Linked DNA regions of Anser cygnoides: region 1 is linked to region 2. Evidence: chromatin contacts called from public Hi-C data. All regions are on one chromosome and are shown on one strand. Each heading gives the region's core, a stretch centred on a gene start, on an enhancer-like site or on the middle of the called end of the contact. The rest is flanking DNA. Distances are from core to core; before and after follow the strand shown.

Region 1 (5,548 bases), core at 345-2,844, 58 kb before region 2:
TGGTGCACAGTTTGCTAAAACAGTTAAACTGATGCTAGGACTTCAGAGCACGGCACACAATTTGAGATTTGTGAGAGCTTATTATTTGGCGCTCCGCGTGATGCCAATGCCGATTTTTCAGCCCGCTCTGTGCAAACATGCAATAAAAATAAATCAGCCTAAACAGGGCTAACGATGTTTCACAGAAACACTCCGTGGTTGGAGTCTCGTTCCCATCCTCACGGAAGGGGAAAACACTCGCTACTTATTAATTTATAAACTAATCCCCGCAGGCAGCACGAATTGTCAACTCGATAAATACGGGCTGCCGGCAACGACAGGAAGTTGAACGGCACGAAGAATTATTAAAGAAAGAAAGAAAGGAGCCTCGTCGTGCCGGGGGGACCCCAGCGAGCCCTGCTCACGGCAGGCACGGCCGGGAGAGCCCCCCCTGCCCCGGGAGGCACGGGCAAAGCCCGGCGAGCTCCGGGGAGCCGCGCGAAGGCGTCGCGGGGCCGGGAGCTGCCAGCTCCTGCCTGGGGGCCCCGGCGGCTGCGAGAAGGAGGAGGAGGAGAAGAGGAGGAGGAGGAGGAGGAGGAGGATGCGGAGCCGGCACGGAGCGCCGGCCGGGGCATCCCGCAGCGGGGCGAGGCGGGGGCGCTCCCCGGGCTCCCCCCCGCCGCCGGCGACCTGTTGCCGGGCTCGGGGCTGCCCCGGGCCGGTCCCCGGGAGCGGCGGCCGCCACCCACCTCTTTGATCTTGGCCCTCCGCTGGCGCACGGCGGGGTCGGCGGGCTCCTGCCCCGCGGCGCCCACGGGCGGGCGGAAAGGGCGCTGGGGCAGCCCGGAGGCGGCCGGCTCCTTCCTGCCGCGGGCGTCCTGCGCGACTTTCTCCTTGTCCCGGCGGATGTCCCCGCGGATCTCCTCGGGCAGCTTCTGCAGCGTCTCCTTGGCCTCCCGCAGAGCCCGCTCGTGGTCGGCGCGGATCCGCGCCAGGCTGCCCCTGCCCGCCGCCGCCGGCCCCGCCGCCGGGCCCCCCCCGGGCTGCGGCGGGGCTCGGGGCTGCCCGCCGGGCGGCGGCGGCGGCGGCTGCAGGGCGGCCGAGTGGAAGAAGACGCCGCTGAGCAGCTTGGAGGAGTCGGGCAGGAAGAAGATGGCCCCGAAGCAGAGGGTGATGAAGGCGCTGAACACCAGCAGCAGCACGAACTTCTCCGTCAGCCGGAACGCGCCGGGGCCCGCCGCCTTCCGGACCCCGCCGCCCGCTCCGCCGCCGCCGCCGCCTCCCGCGGGGCCGCCCAGCGCCCCCGGCCCCGCCGCGCTACCGAACAGCGGCAGCAGGCTGGCGGCGGGCATGGCCCCCGCGCCGCCTCAGCGCGCCCCGCTCCGCTCCGCTCTGCCCTGCCCTGCCCTGCCCAGCCCCGCTCCGCCGGCGGAAAGTTTCCCCGGGCGGCCGCGGCGCCAACTCCCCGCCCCTCTCCCTCTCTCTCCCTCCCTGTCTCTCCCTCCCCGGGCCCGCCGGCTGAGCGCTCGGCGTCTGCGGGGCGGGCGCCGTCCGTCAGCCCCGGCCCATGCTGCCGGGACGGCGCCGCCGCGGGTGCCGCTCCCCGCTCCGCCCGCGCCCGACTGCCGGGCGGCGGGGGGGCGGGGCCAGGCGGGGCGGGGCCGCCGGCCGGCCAATGGCGGCGGGGGCGGGGCGAGGAGGGGCGGGGCGGGGCGGCAGGGGGCGGGGCTCCGCAGCCACCGCCCCGAGGCTGCCGGTGGGGCGCGGGGACGCGCGGGGAAGGCGGGGGGGGGGGAGCGGGGGCGCGCGCGCGGCCCCGTGCCCTGCCTGGGGACGCGCCGGCGGGGGGGCAGCGTTTGGCAGAGCGGAGGTTTTTGGGCACTGCCCGGGCAGGGCGGCCCCGAAGGTGCTGCGGTGCTGCCTCCGGACAGGCAGGGCGCGGGGTCGGAGGTGCGCTGCTCCCTCGGCGAGGAAAAAAGGAAAATGGGACCCGACGGCGGGGGGGAGGCCGAGCTTTAGCCAAGGGCAGGGAGAAGGCACTGCGTGAACTGCGAAGGCACGGCGCTGGAAACGGGCCGGGCGCGGGCCTCGCTCCGCTCCCAGCTGCATACAGGGGAGTTTCACCGCTGGCTTAACGGGAATAAAGGCAGGCTGCGTCCCAAAACCCCGTTCCTCAGAAGTTAGAGTCTGAGATAGATTAATTGGAAACAGGCTTAGAAGAGCCAGCTACACGCAGACGTTGGACCGAGTCCTGCAGAACTCCCTCCAGCCTAGGAGCAAACGCTTCTGTGAAACTTCAGCATTACATCCGAAACCGAAGGATCAGCGGCCCACGATTTGCATCCACCAAAATCACCCCCTTTAATTTTCGCTCTGATTTTCCTCTAAATCCTATTTTTTTCTCCCCGGGTTGCGTTTCCCCACAGCTAGATGTGAAACTCCTGCTTAAACCGAACGATGAGCGCTGCGATCTTGACGTGCCTTTCCCAGAAATGTGTAACGCTGCCTGGAGAGCTGTGCCAAGATCAAACTGCTTCGGATTGAAGAATTCAGCCTGCTTGGAGAAGGAGATAAGAATCTGCGCCTTTTTTTTGTTGTTGTGTTGTTTCAAAGGAACATTTAAGGTGGCAAACACGGAGTTTACTGAAAGGCAGTTGGCTAATGAAAAAGCTTCCTAAATGGTGAAATACCACTCAGCTCCAGCAAGCATATTCTGTTTCAATTGCTGCGTACGTGGGCGTACAATATTTTTCACAGATTGCCCGCAAAACTCATCACTACTTATATGATAATATTTGGGGGCTGAATTTGTTGCTGGCTGGAATAAGTGCCTCTCTTCAGCCCTCTGAAGTAATTCCTTAGGCTGCCATGTTGCCGCAGCACTCCGTGAGCCGATACAAGAGTTGAAAATCCCATCACCCAGGCTCTGCTCCTGTGTCTCAGCTGCCTAAAGGGAAGCCCTCTGAACTCACCAGCCTGCTGCGTTTTTGGTGCCTGAGGTAAGTGCCAGGGGTTAAATGTAAATGCATGCCGGGAGGTTCATCACCACCCTCATCATTCTCTTTGGGACATCCTGCTGTTTTCCTGAGCACGTGGGAAGCAACAAGTATTTTCAATGCGAAGGCAGAACCTGTTAACTTCTCCAGCCTCTGCGATGAGATGATCTTTCCAAGGACAACAATAACCTCCTCCTCAGGACAGAAGCCAAAATTTTCTATGCAGAGCTTTCCTGTTGTGAACACCTGATGTTACAAACACTCAATAGCAGAGTCATGTGGGAGCCATTCAGTGGGACCGGTCATGCATGGAAAGCTCCTGGCACACAGAGCTGTTCACAAGATGAGGGCAATGGAGGCTGCAAGAAAAAAAAATAATGCCTCAACCCAACATTGCTGTACAAGTCCCTTGTTTTAGGTCAATAATTTACTTTAGGCCCAAGACAGAGTCATATAAGATATTGCAAAGAACATGAACATACAGGGAGTATTTGAGGAGAAAAAAACCACTCAAATATGAGTAGAAGAATCGAGACTTGTACATGCTCAGTTTTGACTGTCTGTATCTGACCGGAAATGCAGCTGTAAAGTTAAGCACCATTGATAGGTCACCACATTAAATAGTGTCAAATAATCTGAGTGAAGCATGAAGAAATGAAGCCTAGTATTTGCAATAATCTCCTGAGGATGGCAGTGGAAAGCCTGCCCACTTGCACCAGGACTTGCAGTGGAGGAGCTTCTTGCAACATAGCTGTCAGCACATCCACCTAGAGGGAACACTGAGCTGAGCTGGCTGACACTTCTCCCCCCCTCCATTTAATTTTTTTCTCCTAAATGAGCTGCATTACTTCCTGGATGACATCAGCTAAATGGGAAAAAAAACAAGTCTTCAGGCAGTTGTTTTGCTATGCTGAGTAAGGTTGGGTCCTATCCAGTGGTTATGCCAACAAAACACTGGTCTGCAGAGTAAAATGCGTCTGATCTGGGTTCAGCTGCAGGATTAGGAATCATTTCCCAGCTATCGTGCACAAATCAGGCGTTCATAGAAAGGTAGAACTGATACATGAGAGGCAGTGAGAGAGAGGTTTGCGTAATCAAGGGACAAGGCACTTTTCTATAATAAATGTTCTGAATGGGCAAATTTGCTGTGTATTGACTGAAAGACATGGAAAAAATGTGTCAACTGTTTCTTTTCATATATATATATACATATTAACCAGCTGCACCTATTTTGTCCTAGTTCTAGCCTTAGATCTTGCCTCGTGATAGAGAATTAGCCTGCATGTTCTAACAGATATGTGGGAGAGATAAGGGGAGCATTAACAGCTGGCCCATCTTGCGTCACATTCAGCTGAGACTGATTCAGCTCTTTACATAGCGAGTTTGTACCAGTGCTGCTGCCTTGCAAGGGCCTCGTAGTACGATGCTCTGGTGCTGACCACTTTTAAACATTACTTGACAGCTTCCTTTTGAAATACAATACTTTCGTCCAGATCTTCAGAGACAGATTTAACAGGCTTGCCTTTGGGAATGCAATTCATAAACCCAAGTTAGATGTTCTTTCTAGAGTAAGTAGCATGACGAAGACATTGAGTTCCCAGGGCTCACAAGCAGGCTTCGTAACACCCAGAGTGCTGCTTGGAAAGAGGCTTTGGCCATTTGAAGACCGCATGAGTATGAAATACTCTCTGTCTCTCCGATTTTGGCACTTGGCTGCAGTTCTGAGTTCAGTATGTGAGGAAAGTGTGACTCACAGCTGCAAAACCTTTGCTTGGTCTTCAGTGCTTTGAGTCTAAGGGACTGTCTGATGCTTTAGTTTAAGAGCTCAGAAGAAGGAAATATTGACCATTTATTTAGGAGCCCTGTGGTTAGAGCATTTGCTCAGGAAGTTGTAGAGCTGTGTTCAACACACTTTTGTAGTCTCAGGTGATTCAAATTCACCTCTTTTGTCTTGCCGTAGTGTGTCCTAGAGAAGGTACACTTTCCCTACCCTTCCTTTTGAAGTTGTACTGCAGCTTAGAGAGGAGTGCAGGACTCTGACGGCAAAGAGGAGAGGAGTTTTCCTTAAGGAGTATTGCTCAACAGTCCTGAAGCGAGAGCGCTGGACTCCCAGAGAAGCCTACAGCCAGAGTACTGGCACTAATCTGGGAGGTGGAGGTGCCATTTTTTTCTCTTCACGATGAGCTTAGTGTTGAAGACTGGTCTCCTATCTGAGGATGCAAAGTAGAAGAGAGAAAGTGAGATTGTGTGACAGCCTTTCTCAAACATTTGCTCTAAACACATGAGATGAATGTGGCTAATACCCACGCTTTATCCCAGCTTTGGCTAATACACAAACTTTTTTTTTTTTTTTTTAATATAAATTCTGTAGAAATGTATCAGGAGTATGAAGCTCTAAGCTTGCAGAATTTATTGCTCCACTCCTTCAACCCTTTTCTGCCATGGCTGATGAATGGTTTGCTAGGTCTCTTTCCTACCAGTATCTTTGGAATTACCCTTTATAACTCCTTCCATCTCCACCTGAGGGAGGGGATCATTCATTTCTCAAAATGAAGGCTCTGTAATGCACACAG
Region 2 (5,174 bases), core at 950-3,449:
AATGGTTTCCAGTGCCACCAGCTTCTTCAGAGCATGTGATTCTGTGCCCCCAACAGAAATGAGCTGGGTTAGCACAAGGACAGCATGTGCTGGTGAATCTTTTGTTTAAAACTAACAGATTCGAAACTAGCGTCCCAGAGAACAGCAGGTCACAAAAGGGGTTATTATTGAAAATGAAACTGTATGGGTGACATCCTGGTGCTGCAAAAGGTAATGATAAATGACCATCTCCTTACCTATAACATCAAAGAGGAGCATATGCTAGCATTTGGTTAACAACCTGGTTCTGAAAACCTGCAGGTGAAAGTTTCTAAGTACCCGAGTTCTCCATATAATTAAAGAAAATTGGTTTTCTTAGATATATAAACGTTTGTGGGATTAAAGTCCAACAGTTAATCATTTAGGGTATATGTTAGATGGGTATATGGGTAGAACGGGACATTTAGTTTTACACTTGCATTAATCTCCATTACAGATGTGTAGGAGGACTGTGTGTCTCTAAAGACAAAAGCTGGTGTGAATACCACAATACCAGGTAATGATGAAAAAGGCTGCATGTGAGTTGATTAGGGATCAGTTAAACGTAAAGGGATCTATTTTGGTAAAGCATGAATGTCAAAAACATTGAAAGTTCAGTTTGGAAAAACACCTACAGAATAAGAATATATTTTCCAACCACCTAAGATGACTGCAAACCCTAATTCTTGGGACTTCCTTTTTCCAAAAGCACTGAGCATACCATTCAGACAGACTTGCTTTATTTTGGCTCTGATCTTGGGTATTTTTCCAACACCAGAAAACACCAGAAATCAAATGGAAATTAAAAGTTGAAGGTGGCAGCTTTGTGGAGAATAGAACCCAAAACCAAAGCTGACTTAGTTTTGGGTGATGAATTAAGTTTGGCATTTTTCATGCTCCCTTTCTAGCTCCCTTTCCTATGCTGTCACACTGTATTGCTCTAATTACAAAATTAGGGAAGATTTACAAGGAAGTGGTTTGTGGGTTTTGGGGCTGGGAGACATTTTCTCACATAAGGAGGAAAATGGAGAACTGAAGAAGTGGATCATGAAAAGAAATGCTGCTTCTGCTAGCAATTAGAAAGAGATATTAGTGGACACGGGGAAATTCGCTAGGAAAGAAATGATAAAAAAAATGTATGGTAATGATTTGCATAATAATTATATGCTTATTTGGAAATAAACGGTAGTGATTATGCAAATCATTTATTTCTGTTTTGATAATACCTCTCAGTGAGAGTATGGGGAATGACATGATTTACAAAAATAAGCGCCTAGTTTTGATTTAGGCATGGTATCTCATCCTTCCATGCCTTGCTCAGGAAATGTCAGTCAGTCAAGGTCTTGGTAGCACAAGGACATTCCTGTTTGCAATTTTGTGACATTGACATTGTTGTACCTACAGCCTCATGTCCAGAGCAGATGGGCACCAACGTGGCCAGCTCATTTGTCTTCGCTTTGCTGGCCAGTTAATAAGTTGTAGCCATGCTTTTGTCCATCACAGACTAGGAACACCTATACAATTATCAGATTCTATCTCACTATAAGCCTACAGAGCAGCAGATAAAATTCTGAGCTGCACAGCCTGGCCCTTGGTGTCTGCCTGAGCACTGGACTGTCCTTGAATTTAAAGACTGGGGCTATGGGCAAAAAGGCAGAGAGTGTGTCCTAACATGCATAAATAATGATTGCATGTATAGTTTGTGTAAGGGCTGAACATTTCTTAAATGAAAGGAATCAACATAAGTGTTGTATCTGTCCTTTCTTTAGCAAATAAATAGGGATTTCTCTGTCCTCTGATTTCTAAACTAGGTCTTACTCAATGCTTGGAAAGGTTTGTTGTTGTAACTGCACTGGCAAAATGTTCGAATGCAGGCGCAGCGTTATCAGCAAAGAGAGATTGCTTATACTACTTATACGAATTCCCTGAAGAAAATAACACTGGCAACATATCCTCTATTCATGTTTTTGTTACTATAATTAAGCTTGTGCTGGGATTTTATTTATTTATATATTTATTTATTTATTTATTGGCATAGAAATGAGCACAAAATAACACAGCTTTAACTGAGAATCTATACCGACATTTAAGCTTTGCCTTGGAGGAAAGTACCTCCTTGCCCTCCTACCTTGACTTCTTAATCTGAATTTCATGCAAATGCAGAGAGCTTCCACTGTTTTCTTGACACACTTGTGTTTTTTTTTTTCATTTTAGTGATGGGTGTTGACTTTTCTCATTTTAACTTTCAGCAAATGTGAAGAGAACAGAAGTTAGCTCTATAGGAGCAAGAGCTGGAAGAAGGCATCATGTTGCCTTGCCTTATTCCTCTGTATTACCAGTCCTGACATTCTCTCTCTCTCTCTCTCTCTCTCCTTTTCTCTCTCTTTTTTTTTTTTTTTCCTGCTTCTTATATCAGTTATGATCAGGAGCAGGAAGAAAATTACTTTAACGTCTGAGAGGCAGGAGCAGAGGAGGCATATTTAGAAGTGGAAATATTTCAGAATAAAGAAAAAGAAACATAAAGGTTACTTGCTTTAACCTCACTAACTTTTATTAGAGTAAATAACTGTTCAGCTTTTTGTTACCAAGTTTATATTTAGCCCAGGGTACAGCTAATGCCTTGAAACATACTGTTCATTTATCTTTCAAATAATGTTGATTATACCACTTCTAGGATTTCACAATAAGGACACCTAGAGAAAGTAGGACTCCATCTAGCAAAATCAGGACAGCAAGTTCGCCTGTCCTTTAAGATCAAACAGATTAGTCTCCTGCATTTGCTTCTACCCTCTATGTAAATATGTAAAAACAGACTGGATTATTAGGTTTACCTTGTGCAGTCACTCTGGTGACACTGATCCACGTCAGCCTCCTAGAGTTCTGTAAAAGATAAGACTAGTAAGGAAATAAAGTTCAGTGGTCGGAGCTTTGGTAAACACCCAAAGTTGAAGGAAGCCCATTGAGGTGCAATTGATTAATACAGACATGTCAAGTAGCCATTTAAATTTCAGATCTTGGATTTGCACTGCAAATAGTCACAGAGGAAGAAACAAGCAAGGCACTGTGCCCCTAATTCAGATATCACAGCGAATGAGAAGAACTTTTGTGAGACTTCTCTCAAGCTTTCCAGCCACTGTGCTCTTGAGAGCTTGGTCTGTTCTTCCGATAGTGTTCTGCCTCTGGGCTTTTTATCACACAGACACTACTTTTATCTCACACAGTGCTGGCTTGGGATGCATCACACAGATGCTGCAGGGATGATGCCCATGATTGCAACAGCTGCAGAAGCAATATGAGCTGTAGCTGCATCTCTGGAAGTAAGGGGAGTCACAGGGCTTGGGAGAGGCAAAAGCAATCCAGCACCCTGACTAGGACTTTGTTTAGCAGGTGTTATGCTTCACTGTTCACTTCACTCCTGGTTACTTACCTTGTGCGAGTTGCTTTTCTCTTGAGCAGCTGAGAAAAGTACTTTGCCCATTGAGTAGGTTTAACTTTAAGAACATGGTGAATATATAGATTTCTGAGGAGTTTGTAGAATTTGAACTTTGAGCTTTCTTTTTGAAGCTTGGGAGCACAGGCAGAATCAGCTCCTGTTGCTGGCAAGAGTCTTCTGCAATTCCTACTGATATAAAATGACTGGGGGATCACAGGATGCAAAGAGGAGAGAAATCCAGTTCTCTTTTCAGAGCTATACATCTCTAATTCCCTTTAATCATTTGCTCAACATTTGATTAAATGTTTGGATGTAGACTGGACTACCTAATCAGAGACAGTTTGCAATAACTCTGTATTGGTGCTATGTGTTATATGTTTAGTTTACCTCTGTAATCGTGCAAACCAGGATACAAGGACTTGATCGCGTTATCATTCATAAGCAAGAGGCTGTATAAGATCAGTTTCATGCTTCTTTTAAGATTTTCAGAGGCAGTTCTTAAGGTACAATAAATTCTGTATCAGTTCATTGTACCAAAACAACACTGTAAAAATAATGTTTTAGCATTAATATTTACAGTTGTGTTTACAGGGAGAGAGTACCTTATACTCATTAGCCAAGACTGATGCCAGCAGGGTGTTTCAGTTAGAGATGTACTTTAGTACAGTCTCAGACCCAGATAACCTTGATCTGAACAGCTCTCAAATGTCAGGATTTTTAATCCTACTGTGACTTTCACAACGATTCTCTTTTGCATAATGAGTCAGACACTCATTTTAAAGATACTCCTCCATATAATAGTCCCAGATCTATCTCCCTGCCTTGCTGCTGCTTCTACAGATTTAAAATCTAGCTCTGATAACTGAGATTTAGGCAGCACCTATGCTGCTGAATTAAGCAATGGCAAAACATTTCCAGGCATTTGCTGGAATAGTCCTTGGCACTCTTTTCATCCAGAACAGCTAGTATTTTCTGAAACAGTGTCCAGGCACAATGAGGGGCTTAGCACAAGCCAGGAACCATACTCGCTGTGGCAGTTTGGATGACCTTGTTTTGGAAGCTAAGGGAACTCAGTAGAGACATGGCCATGTTGTGCCAACTGGTCTCAGAGACAGAAAACAGGTCCTGGCATGTTTCCTTTACTAGCATAGATATAGCCTTCAGGTTTTTTGTCTTTGGCTTTGTGATTCGTTAGGAAACGTTTTCCTTCAGATGAGACAAAAAGATGAATCATTCTATTTGTTCATTTATAACTTGGAACTAGGTAGATGCTAAAGATCTCATGATCCTTTTCAATAGAAAAACCAGGAACAGCCCATGTGTCCCATGTTATGCTTTCTGTCATGGTTGGTAGTATTTGAAATGTGAACTATTTTTCTTTAATCATAGTGCTGTTATTATTTGTTTCTTTCTATACATTTCGGGGTGATTTGTCCCATTAGAAGAATGGAAGGCCAATGAATAAAAATCTACTTGATTCTCTTTTGTTCAATTTTGTGCCAACTATTTGGTGTTTTTATAGGAAGTTTAACTCCAAAATGAATATAACACTTTTTCTGAATGATATCACAAAAGAACTCTTCTTAATGCCCAATACCCTCTTATGTTAATCTAGAGATGAAGATTATTTCTCTCTCATAAAGAGATATTGGTGAGTTACTGGAAGTGATATCTGTATTTGTACCTTGAAGGAATCACAGGGCCAAGTAGAAATTTACAGTAT

The links. Hi-C and Micro-C count contacts between places; a contact is called where the count stands out from the background.
Region 1: a Hi-C map of liver shows a contact between it and region 2, with 2.7 times the contacts expected there. The contact joins the promoter of MAN1A1 here to the enhancer-like site in region 2. A contact is called at or near these places in 3 of 7 Hi-C or Micro-C datasets (all in liver).

The regions. Positions count from the first base shown.
Region 1 is chr3:68,647,852-68,653,399 of Taihu_goose_T2T_genome, reverse strand. MAN1A1 (mannosidase alpha class 1A member 1) reads right to left here and starts at 1,594. Exons shown (of 12, transcript XM_066994361.1): 1 at 729-1,594. The coding sequence starts at 1,331. It overlaps LOC136790458 (a long non-coding RNA gene), which reads left to right and starts at 1,766. Exons shown (of 4, transcript XR_010830398.1): 1 at 1,766-3,889.
Region 2 is chr3:68,591,201-68,596,374 of Taihu_goose_T2T_genome, reverse strand. No RefSeq gene overlaps it. Among named protein-coding and RNA genes, the nearest start is that of MAN1A1, 58 kb to the left of the region's middle. Within about 2 kb of position 2,199, at least 1 of the 3 cell types and tissues checked has open chromatin away from gene starts, as enhancers often do. A contact at or near this core is called in liver, where this site is marked.